2 separate regions of the Sus scrofa genome follow, and region 1 is linked to region 2. A link is a contact called in public HiChIP or PLAC-seq data. All regions are on one chromosome and are shown on one strand. The core of a region is the stretch at or near the end of the contact, and the rest is flanking DNA. Distances in the headings are between cores, read along the strand shown.

The links. HiChIP or PLAC-seq counts read pairs in DNA pulled down with a chosen protein or histone mark.
Region 1: an H3K27ac HiChIP or PLAC-seq map of alveolar macrophages shows a contact between it and region 2. The contact joins two enhancer-like sites. A contact is called at or near these places in 1 of 47 Hi-C or Micro-C datasets (embryonic fibroblasts) and 1 of 2 datasets of contacts at active chromatin or transcription factors (alveolar macrophages).

What each region holds. Positions count from the first base shown.
Region 1 is chr7:52,940,914-52,945,779 of Sscrofa11.1, reverse strand. All of the region lies in intron 2 of ZSCAN2 (zinc finger and SCAN domain-containing protein 2), which reads left to right. Among named protein-coding and RNA genes, the nearest start is that of ZSCAN2, 15 kb to the left of the region's middle. Within about 2 kb of position 1,524, at least 4 of the 83 cell types and tissues checked have an H3K27ac peak or open chromatin away from gene starts, as enhancers often do. A contact at or near this core is called in alveolar macrophages, where this site is marked.
Region 2 is chr7:52,690,597-52,695,607 of Sscrofa11.1, reverse strand. It overlaps ALPK3 (alpha-protein kinase 3), which reads left to right. Exons shown (of 14, transcript XM_021098900.1): 5 at 1-836. Among named protein-coding and RNA genes, the nearest start is that of ALPK3, 26 kb to the left of the region's middle. Within about 2 kb of position 2,442, at least 19 of the 83 cell types and tissues checked have an H3K27ac peak or open chromatin away from gene starts, as enhancers often do. A contact at or near this core is called in alveolar macrophages, where this site is marked.

The sequences.
Region 1 (4,866 bases), core at 275-2,774, 250 kb before region 2:
CAAAAGGAACAAGCTTGTTAATTGAGCTTACAGTGGAGCATGTGAATGAATAAAGTAGATTGGTATCATATAGACAATTGCACAATCAGTTAGAACAGCATTCCCATCTTCACCCAGTGTTACCTTCTGAGAAGAGCTGTCTTTGTAGACTCTGACGGCACCCCTGCTTGCTCGCTCTTCACCCTATTTTACTTCCTTCACAATACTTACACTGTCTGAAAATAACAATCTGAATAAAGAGTATATATTATGTATACTTATAATATATGTATACACATAAGATGAGTATATGTCATCATCTTTTAAACTATACTGCACAGTGCAAAACCCTTGGCTCAAAGTCTCTGTGTAGGAGTTCCCCTGTGGCTCAATGGTAACGAACCAGACTAGTATCCATGAGGACGCGGGTTCGATCCCTGGCTTCGTTCAGTGGGTTCAGGATCCGGCGTTTCTATGAGCTATGGTGTAGGTTGCAGTCGGAGCTCAGATCCCGCATTACTGTGGCTGTGGTGTATGCTGGTAGCTGTAGCTCTGATTTGACCCCTAGCCTGGGAACTTCCATGTGCTGTGGGTACGGCCCTTAAAAAAAGTTTAAAAAAAAATTGAAGTCTCTGTGTAGATAAGGGAACTTTTTCCCTGCCACAGAGTCTTGGAGGTGATCAAGACATTTAGAAAATGAGACCCCTTCTTTCTCTATTTCCTTAATGCCTGACTCATCTCTGAGTTTCCTCTACCAGAGATCTGAGCCTTCTTACCACTTGCACAAGCTGGCTTCCTCAGAAGCCTGTCTCCCTGCATTCAGTGACAAAATATACTTATCTTGATGTAGCAAACACTATTTCTACAGATGAAGTTCTTTTTTTTTTTTTTTTTTTTGGCACACCCTCAGTATGTAGTAGTTCCCAGGCCAGGGATCAAACCCGTGCCACAGCATTGACAACACTGGGTCCTTAACCCACTGAGCCACCAGGGAACTCCTGGTGAAGTTCCTTTCTAAAGAAAATTCCCAGTTCCTACCTTCTTATCCTATCTCTACTCATTGCATACTGATGAAGATATTCCTCTTGTATCTGGCCACACCAGCTTCTGAGTTTTCACTTTCTTAATTGACTACCCACCAAAAAAAGGAGGGAGGAGTTCCCATCGTGGCGCAGTGGTTAACGAATCCGACTAGGAAACATGAGATTGCGGGTTCGGTCCCTGCCCTTGCTCAGTGGGTTAACGATCTGGCGTTGCTGTGAGCTGTAGTGTAGGTTGCAGACGCGGCTTGGATCCAGTGTTGCTGTGGCTCTGGCGTAGGCCGGTGGCTACAGCTCCGATTCAACCCCTAGCCTGGGACCCTCCATATGCCGTGGGAGTGGCCCAAGAAATAGCAAAAAAAAAAAAAAAAAAAAAAAAAAAAAAAACCCAAAACAAAACAAAAAAAAACAAAAAAGGAGGAAATTGGCTGCGGTTGAGTGTACTCTGTACTCTTGATTTCACCAGTGTCAGCCTTTCTTGAGGAGGAGCTTGGAAGGGGCCAGGCTTCTTCATCCTTCCCCATTCAGTGACTTCTTTTGGAGGTCGTTGTTAAGGGAGAAAGCCTGATGGGTACTCTTTCCTGTCCTTTAGAATGGCTCCTGTGCCTCTGTGTTGTCAGAGGTCAACCTTAAAAGAACTTTCGGCCTCCATTTGGTCTTTGGAGTGTAAGTCTTGGCATCTTTGTCTACATAAAGGAGGATAGGACTGGTCCTTAAGCAGCAGACAGTGAGGGCATTATTGGGTCTGGATTCTGCCCAGAGGGGCCTCTGCAATGAGATAATAGAAGATAGTCACACAAATTATGACGTATCACATTTAAAGGCCCCCAAATGACAGAAATTCTCTTTGTTTTTTGTCTTTTTAGGGCCACACCCACGGCATATGGAAGTTCGAAGGCTAGGGGTCAAATCAGAGCTACAGCTGCCGGCCTACGCCACAGCCACAGCAACGCCAGATCGGAGCCACATCTGTGACCTACACCACAGCTCACAGCAACGCCGGATCCTTAACCCACTGAGTAAGGCCAGAGATCAAACCCACATCCTCATAGATACTAGTTGGGTTCATTACTGCTGAGCCACAGTGGGAGTGCCTCTATTGTATTTTTGTCTAATAGTTCAATACTGATTTTTTTCCCTTTAAAACTTTTGATCTCTTTGAGCTTTGTCCTAGTAGGGGTCCACCTGAAATTTTCTAGGTCTAGCATCATTTATGGAATGTGGTGTCTTTTTTCCATGGATATGAGAGGCCACCCTTATCACACATTAACATTAAATTCCCATGGTCATATAGATTATTTGTTCTGTTCCACCGATCTGTCTATTCATGTGCCACTTGTATTAAATTTGGAATTCACATGTATAACATTCTGAGTTCGCCTGTGTATTGAGTCTGGAGTTTTGGTTTTGTTTCATTGGTCTGATTATCTATTAATGTTTTACTGATTGAGATTTTACAATTTGCTTTAACATCGGACAGAAGTAGTTGCCTGCCTCCCTACTCCCCTAGTTCCATCAGTAATCTTATCTACACTAATGTTTATCTTATACCATTTAAGACTCCTATACTTCAGTTATATGAGTATAACTTGCCAATTTTGTTTTTTATTTAAAAATGTTTTCTTTTTATGGCCACATCCATGGCATATGGATGTTCTCAGGCTAGGGGTCGAATCAGAGCTGCCCCTGCAGGCCTCCGCCACAGGCACAGCCACACTGGATCCAAGCCACATCTTTGACCTACACCACAGCTCATGGCAATGCTGGGTCCTTAACCCACTAAGCCACGACAGGAACTGCCAATTTTGAATGGCAGTTCTTTGAATTCCCAGGTATACAGATGAGACAGTCAACAAATATATCCTACATCCCACCTTCTTTCCTGCAACCCCAATCTCGGTTAGGATGTCATTTCTACATCGCTGTAGAAATTCTACATCTACATTCTTATATCACCCTAATCGCTACAGTTGTTCTATTTTTTATTTTTTATTGAAGTATAGTTGATTTACCATGTCATGTTAGTTTCAGGTGGGCAAGTAGTGATTCAGCTTTTTATATATAAATATGTATTCTTTAAATATGTATCCTTTTTCAGATTCTTTTCCCTTATATGTTCATCACAGCGGTTCTAGACGTTCTAAAGTTGAATTTATCAAGTGTTCAGCTCCAGTCCTTTTGCTCTAGAATTTGCCTTATCTCGTAGTTGACTGAAATTCCTCTCCTAATAGTTTTCTCAGGAAGGACCATAGGAACAATATTCTGCAAATTTGTGTATCTTCAAAGCTCTTGGCCTGTAAACTTTATACTTGAAGGACAGCTTTGCTGAACATAAAACCCTTGGCATGCTTATTCTCTTCTTGCATGTCTGGTAGCTCCTGCTGCACTCTCTGTGGGTGTTGAATGTTACTGGAGAGAAATCTGAAACCATTTGCTTCTCCTCCCTCATATAAGTGATGCCAGCTTTTTGCTTTGTACCTTCTCATTATTAACCACCCTGGGTTAGTATTCCTTGGCACACAGTGTACCTTTCTGTGTACAGTGTCTATTTTGTATTTCAAGGATTTGTTCTACTCCTTTGGTTTAGTGTCCTTTTTTGACAACTCTAGTTGTATATGTATTGATTCTCCTTTTGTCTCACTTTGATTTCTGTCATTCCCTCTGTCTCTCTGTCTTTTTTCCTTTTTTTTTTTTTTTTTTTTTTTTTTTTTTTTGGCTGTGCCTACAGCACGTGGAAGTTCCTAGGCCAGGGATTGAATCCTCGCCACAGCAGTGACAACGCTGGATTCTTAAGCTGCTGTGCCACAAGGAAACTCCTCTATCATCCTCTTTAGTCCTTCATTCTTTTTTTTTTTCCACTTTTTTTTTTTCTTTTTATGGCTGCACCTGTGGCATATGGAGTTTCCCAGGCTAGGGGTCGAATCAGAGCCAGAGCTGCTGGCCTATGCCACAGCCACAGCAACACCAGATCCGAGCCACATCTGCAACCTGCACCACAGCTCGCAGCAGCACCGGATCCTTAACCCACTGAGTAAGGCCAGGGATCAAACCCACATCCTCATTGATGCTAGCTGGGTTCATTACTACTGAGCCACAATGGAAAATCCATAGTCCATCTTTGTTTCCATCTCCCGTCATTGCTTTTCTCGCGTTCTCCTTTCCTCTTCCTGTGTTTCCAAGGCGCCTGTTTTCGTTTGTGTTCCTCCCCATCTTGTCCTCGTTTCTCTGGATTTGTTCCCTTCTTCCCAGCTCGAATTTCCTCTCTTTCTATTGTCTCTTCATCAACTACTTTGGGTCTTCCCTCATAGAAGTGGTTGCTTCACTTAACATTTTGTAGGGATGAAAAGTGGTCACAGTTCTCAATAGCAGTACTTCCCATTATTCGTGTGTGGGAGTCAAGGGTCTCTCCTCTGCTTTATAGAAACAGAAAGTGGGAGTTCCCATCGTGGCACAGTGGTTGACGAATCCGACTGGGAGCCATGGGGTTGTGGGTTCGATCCCTGGCCTTGCTTAGTGGGTTAAGGATCCAGTGTTGCCATGAGCTGTGGTGTAGGTCGCAGACGCGGCTCGGATCCCGCGTTGCTGTGGCTCTGGTGTAGGCCAGCGGCTGCAGCTCTGATTGGACCCCTAGCCTGGGAACCTCCATGAGCTGCGAGTGCGGCCCTAGAAAAGGCAAAAAGACAAAAAAAAAAAAAAAAAAAAAAAAGAAAGAAAAGAAAACAGAAAGCTTCCTGCGTACATGGCTCATCCTTATGATTCTAATTGTAGCCTTACCTCCCTTGCTTCTCTAAACCACAGACTTACCCCGGTCCCCAAATGCACCCGTGCCCTTGAGGGTGAGCCCCTG
Region 2 (5,011 bases), core at 1,193-3,692:
GAGAGGTGACCACCAACGGGGAGGCTGCCCCTGAGCACGGCGAGGATGGGGAGCACGGGCTGTTGACGTATATCTGTGAGGCCATGGAGCTGAGGCCTCAGAGAGCCCCCAAGAAAGAGTCTGGGGCCAAGAAGAAAAAGAAAGATGAGGAACCAAAGCAAGATCATCGGAAGCCAGAGGCAGAGAAGGCAGCTCGAAGCCACCGCTCCTCTGAAAACAAGGACAAGCCCGATTCCTGTGGTACACAGGGGGCCGTGGAGCAGGTTCAGCCCCGGCCCAGAGGCCGGGCTGCACGGGGCCCGGGGTCCTCTGGAGTAGATGGCACCAGGAAGCCAGCCTCCGCCGAGGGCACTCAAGATCAGGCCCAGAACCCCCCTGCGCCTGGCCCTTCCCCCCTCGCAGGCCCAGGCCAGGAAGTGTATTTCTCCCTGAGGGACATGTACTTGGAGAGCACCCGGGCAGTCAGGCCTCAAGGGGAGGAGGAGTCCCAGACCCCCAGTGGCAGGACACCTGGAGAGATGCCCTCAGGGAAGCAACCGGGGGAAGCGGCAGGTGAGAAGGGGCCCGCTGCCCCTGGCCAGCCCCCGACCTCGGCCCCCCAGCAGACTAGGCCCTTCAACAGGAAAAGATTTGCTCCTCCGAAGCCCAAAGGTGAGCTCGCCAGCAGCAGCAAGACTGATTCTTCCCTGAGTCAAGATCCGGATCCTGGGGCTCAGAGTCTAGGAAAGGCCCCACCTCAGGCCTCTGCGCAAGTGCCCACGCCCCCTGCCCGGCGGAGACCCAGCACCCGGGATAGCCCCCTGCAAGGGCGTGCCAGCCACCAGACTCCAGGAAGGGTGAGTGTGGGGGTTGGGTGCCTGAAGGCCTCTCGGAGAAGCTGACCTCATGGAAACTCTTGCTGCAACAGCCCGACCGCCAGTGAGCAGTGGGGTATTTATAGAAGGGGGTGGGGTGGGGTGGGGTGGGGTGCTAGCCAGGAGCAGGGGACCACAGGCTTGGCCCTCGCCCCAGGCAGTCCCCAGATGCCAGGCATATGGGCAGCACAACCTAACTGTGACCATCTCCTCTGACAGCATAGAAGTTCACTGCCAAGGGAACTGTGCCCCAGAGGGAGGTAGAGGAAGACGATGTTCTCTGGGGAGGAAGGAGGCAGGGGAGGCTAAGGAGCAGCCTAGTGTGCAGTGGGTCTTGCCCTGGATGCTTTTAGAAGGTTTTTAAAAGAGCCAGTGTCCAGGAACTTCTGGCTTAATCTAGGTTTTTATCTAAGATTTTGGAGTCGGGTATACCTATGTGCAAATCTGACTGTGAACATTGTATGATCCCGGGCAAGTTATAAAACCAAAATAATAATAATGCCTGCTTCATAGGGCTGTTGTGAGAATCCGAGTGCTTGGCACAGGGCCTGCTGTGTGTTAAAGAACGAAACAAAGGGTGAGAGGATCACGGTGTCGCTGTGGTGGGAGGCAGAGGCACATGGCTTTACCTGAGGACGGAGTGCTGTCTTTTTCTGGGGATGAGATAGCCCACTGGGGAGACAAGGGGAGGGGCGTTCACTCTTCAAAGGAAGAGGCAGATGGTGACAGCATCAGCACTTTGATGGTGGGGGAGTCGGGAAGGGGGGCAGGTGGAGAGGGGAGCGGGATCAAGAGGACTGACGGCAGGGAAATAGTTGGTCCTGTTCGGTCAGCGTTTCATATTTCAGGGGGCGGAGGACAGGCCCTGTTTCACAGAGTTTAGAGAGAAGGAATGCTTAGTGGTGGGGCAGAAAGAAGGCAGTGTTTCCTGTAAGGGGCAGAAAGAAAAGGTCTTTCAAGAGTAGGGGTGCATTGGATAAAATAGATGGGATATGCTATTCTAAGAAATTACTGATGGTCTGAAATTTAAATAGAACTGAGTATCGAGTCTTTCTCTTTGCTAAATCTAGCACATTGATTGGAGACAGCACTTGGGTGGGAACTAAGATGAAATTGTTTCTTGGGATGCGGGAAGCAGGAGCGTGGTTCCCAGGAAACAGGAGGAGCACTGCACAGCGGGGTCAAGGCAGAGAATGGAGGGCTTTGGGATGGTGGAGGGAGGCCTGTGAAGCCTGGACAGGCTGCTGTAGACCCTCCTGTGGGCAGCGGAGAAGGGATGCTTCCTGGAGTGCAGGGAGAACTTCCCTGAGGGCAGGAGGGAGAGGCCACTTTCAAGGATTATCAGGGGAAACAGTTTTGGTTCAGTGGATGCAGAGGTTTGTCTGTGGGGACTGTAGTTCAGAGGACTTTAGAGTGGGGCGAACCTCAAACCCAGCTCTCTAGACTCTGTTCCTGACCCTTTCCCCCTTCATGCCTGGTCTCAGGAGATTTCAGCAGATAGAGTGGTGAGTTCCTAGTGGCCCAGATGGGACTGCTCCTTGTACCAGACAGCCCACAGCAGGGCCTCCTGCAGAGATGGCCCTCATGGGCCCCTGGGGAGCAGATTTGGTAAGAGTCCAGGCAGGCAGCCAAGTCTGAGTGAATCTGGCTTCTCCGCCCACAAGGGTGGGGAATACCATGGCCAGAATAGCTGTATCCTTTCTAGCAAGGCCCTCCTTAGGGGAGAATGGGCTGGGGTGGTACAAGCTCAGGACGGGCTAACTGCAGAAGCCGTGCTATTCCTGCAAAGAGCTTGTATGGCTTTTCTTTTCTTTTTTTATACTCAAAAACATTGTGAAATGTATCATACATGTGAAAAATGCATTTAACATCAATGTGTATGTTGAAGCTGTTGCTTTTTAGTGGCCGAATTTGACTCATTTTTTATGTTCTTGTTCTATCAAATCTTTTTAAAAAATCTTAATCTCACTATGAAAGAAAAACATGGCCATGGTAAAAAAAAAAAGGGGTGGGGGTGGGGGTGGGGGAGAAAATTCTAAAAATTCAAAGGAAAAAGTAAAAATACACCTATAATTATACCATCCAGAGACATCTTCGTATATCTACCAGTCTTTCTGTATATGTATTTTATTATTTTTAAACTTAATTTACGTTGTTATTCTGATTCAGTTATATTCATTTTTTAAAAATGTCTTTTTTAATAGCCGCATCTGTGGCATATTGAAGTTCCTGGGCCAGGAGTTGAATCGGAGCTGCAGTTGTGGCCAGTGCCACAGCCACAGCAACACTGGATCCAAGCAGCGTCTATGGCCATGCCACAGTTTGTGGCAATGCTGGATCTTTAACCCACTGAGCAAGGCCAAGGATTGAACCCTAATCCTTATGGACACTATGTTGGGTTCTTAACCTGCTGAGTGACAACGGGAGCTCCCTGATTCAGTTTTATATCCTGCTTTCTTTACTTCTCATTATGTCATGAGCATCTTTTCATAGTTCCTAAAAATTATCTGAAAGACTTCATTTTTAGTGGTTATATAAGATGCCATAGTATGCATATTTTAGCCATTTCTTCCATTGTGTTTATGCTTTTCTTTATTCCAAGGTTAGTTAAATATAAATGTGTGTTTTTATAATCTTTGTGCTTGAATTCCTTCAACTTTTAAATTAATCTGTAGTTGATTTGGCTATATAGTATAGCATCAGTCTCTAGCTCAATTTCTGCTTAATGACTAGGTAATTTCCCCTAATCTCAACCTTTGTGGAATAGTCAAGCTTTTCCTATTAGTTTTTTTTTTTTTGTTTGTTTGTTTCTTTGTTTTCTTAGGGCCGCAGGTGCAGTTTATGGAAGTTCCCAGGCTAGGGGTCAAATCAGAGCTATAGCTGCCAGCCTACACCACAGCTGCAGCAACCCTCAGCAACACCAAATCTGACCTGCCTCTGCGACCTACACCACAGCTCCCGGCAAAATCAGATCCTTAACCCACTGAGTGAGGCCAGGGATCAAAAAACCTGCATCCTCATGGATACTAGTCGGGTTCGTTTCTGTTGAGCCACAACAGGAACTCCTCCTACTAGTTTGTGATTTATTCTTTATGTCCTTATTTTATACTCACTAAAGCCTATTTTAGTTCTCATATATACATCTATCATAATCCATTAATCTCTTCGCTGATTCTTACAACAGAATGATCTCATTTTGCTTATTGTAGCTTTAATTTCTGGCAGAGCAACTCTCTTATATTTCTTTGAAACATTTTTAAAGCTATTCTCTCTGTTTATTCCTCTAAGAAAACTTACATTTTGTAAGTCCTGAGGATGATCATCTCAATATGTGGAAACTCCCTTCCCATAATCAGGGCTGTTTGGTTTTCAGAGAATACATGAATATGAGTATTTTCTGAGAGCTGATGAAAGGAGGGGAACTTAGGGAGATACATGATCCTTGCCTTAAGGAATTATCTAATGAATCCAGGGGATTAGACTTAAACCATAAGTGCAAAGAGGCGGTGGTGAATGTTTCTGCAGTGGGTTTCTAGGGAGGGAGAGGTTTGTGGTCATGAGGGAAATCATTTGGGAAGAGGCCAGACTAGTTGGCAGCATGTACATGATTTATTACTGGAAATGCCATAGTAGAAAAACATTGAAGACAACTTTTTAATATAAAAGAATGCTCATAATATTCCCAGATAGAAATACAGTAGGTGAAAGTGAGGCAGGAAGGACAAGTAGCGTGAAGCTAGGGTAAGGCGGTAGTCTAGATAAGAGTGCAAACCTGCCCGACCTAATCTCCATGCCTAGATGCAGTTAAAGCCTCTGAATGCTTTTTCTTCTCTTCTATGTTCTGTTTTTGTTTTTTTGTTTTTGTTTTTTTTAGCTTTAACTGTAACATCATTCAGGCTTGGGGGTGAGACAGAAAGGGGAGAGAACTAACATTTAGTGAACATCAGCTTCCAGTAATGGTGAGTTAGATACTTTCCTACTGAAAGCAACTAATAGAGCTGAGGAAAATGTAAAAAGCTCTGCTTGAAAATGCTGGAGAGCTAACAAAGTGAAGAATCACTTGCCCAGGGCCTGGTAGGAGATGGAAACCCAGAACAGTGAGCCCAGTATTTGGCATAACTTTTGTCCTGGGGTTGTCTGCTACTCCAAAAGAGGAT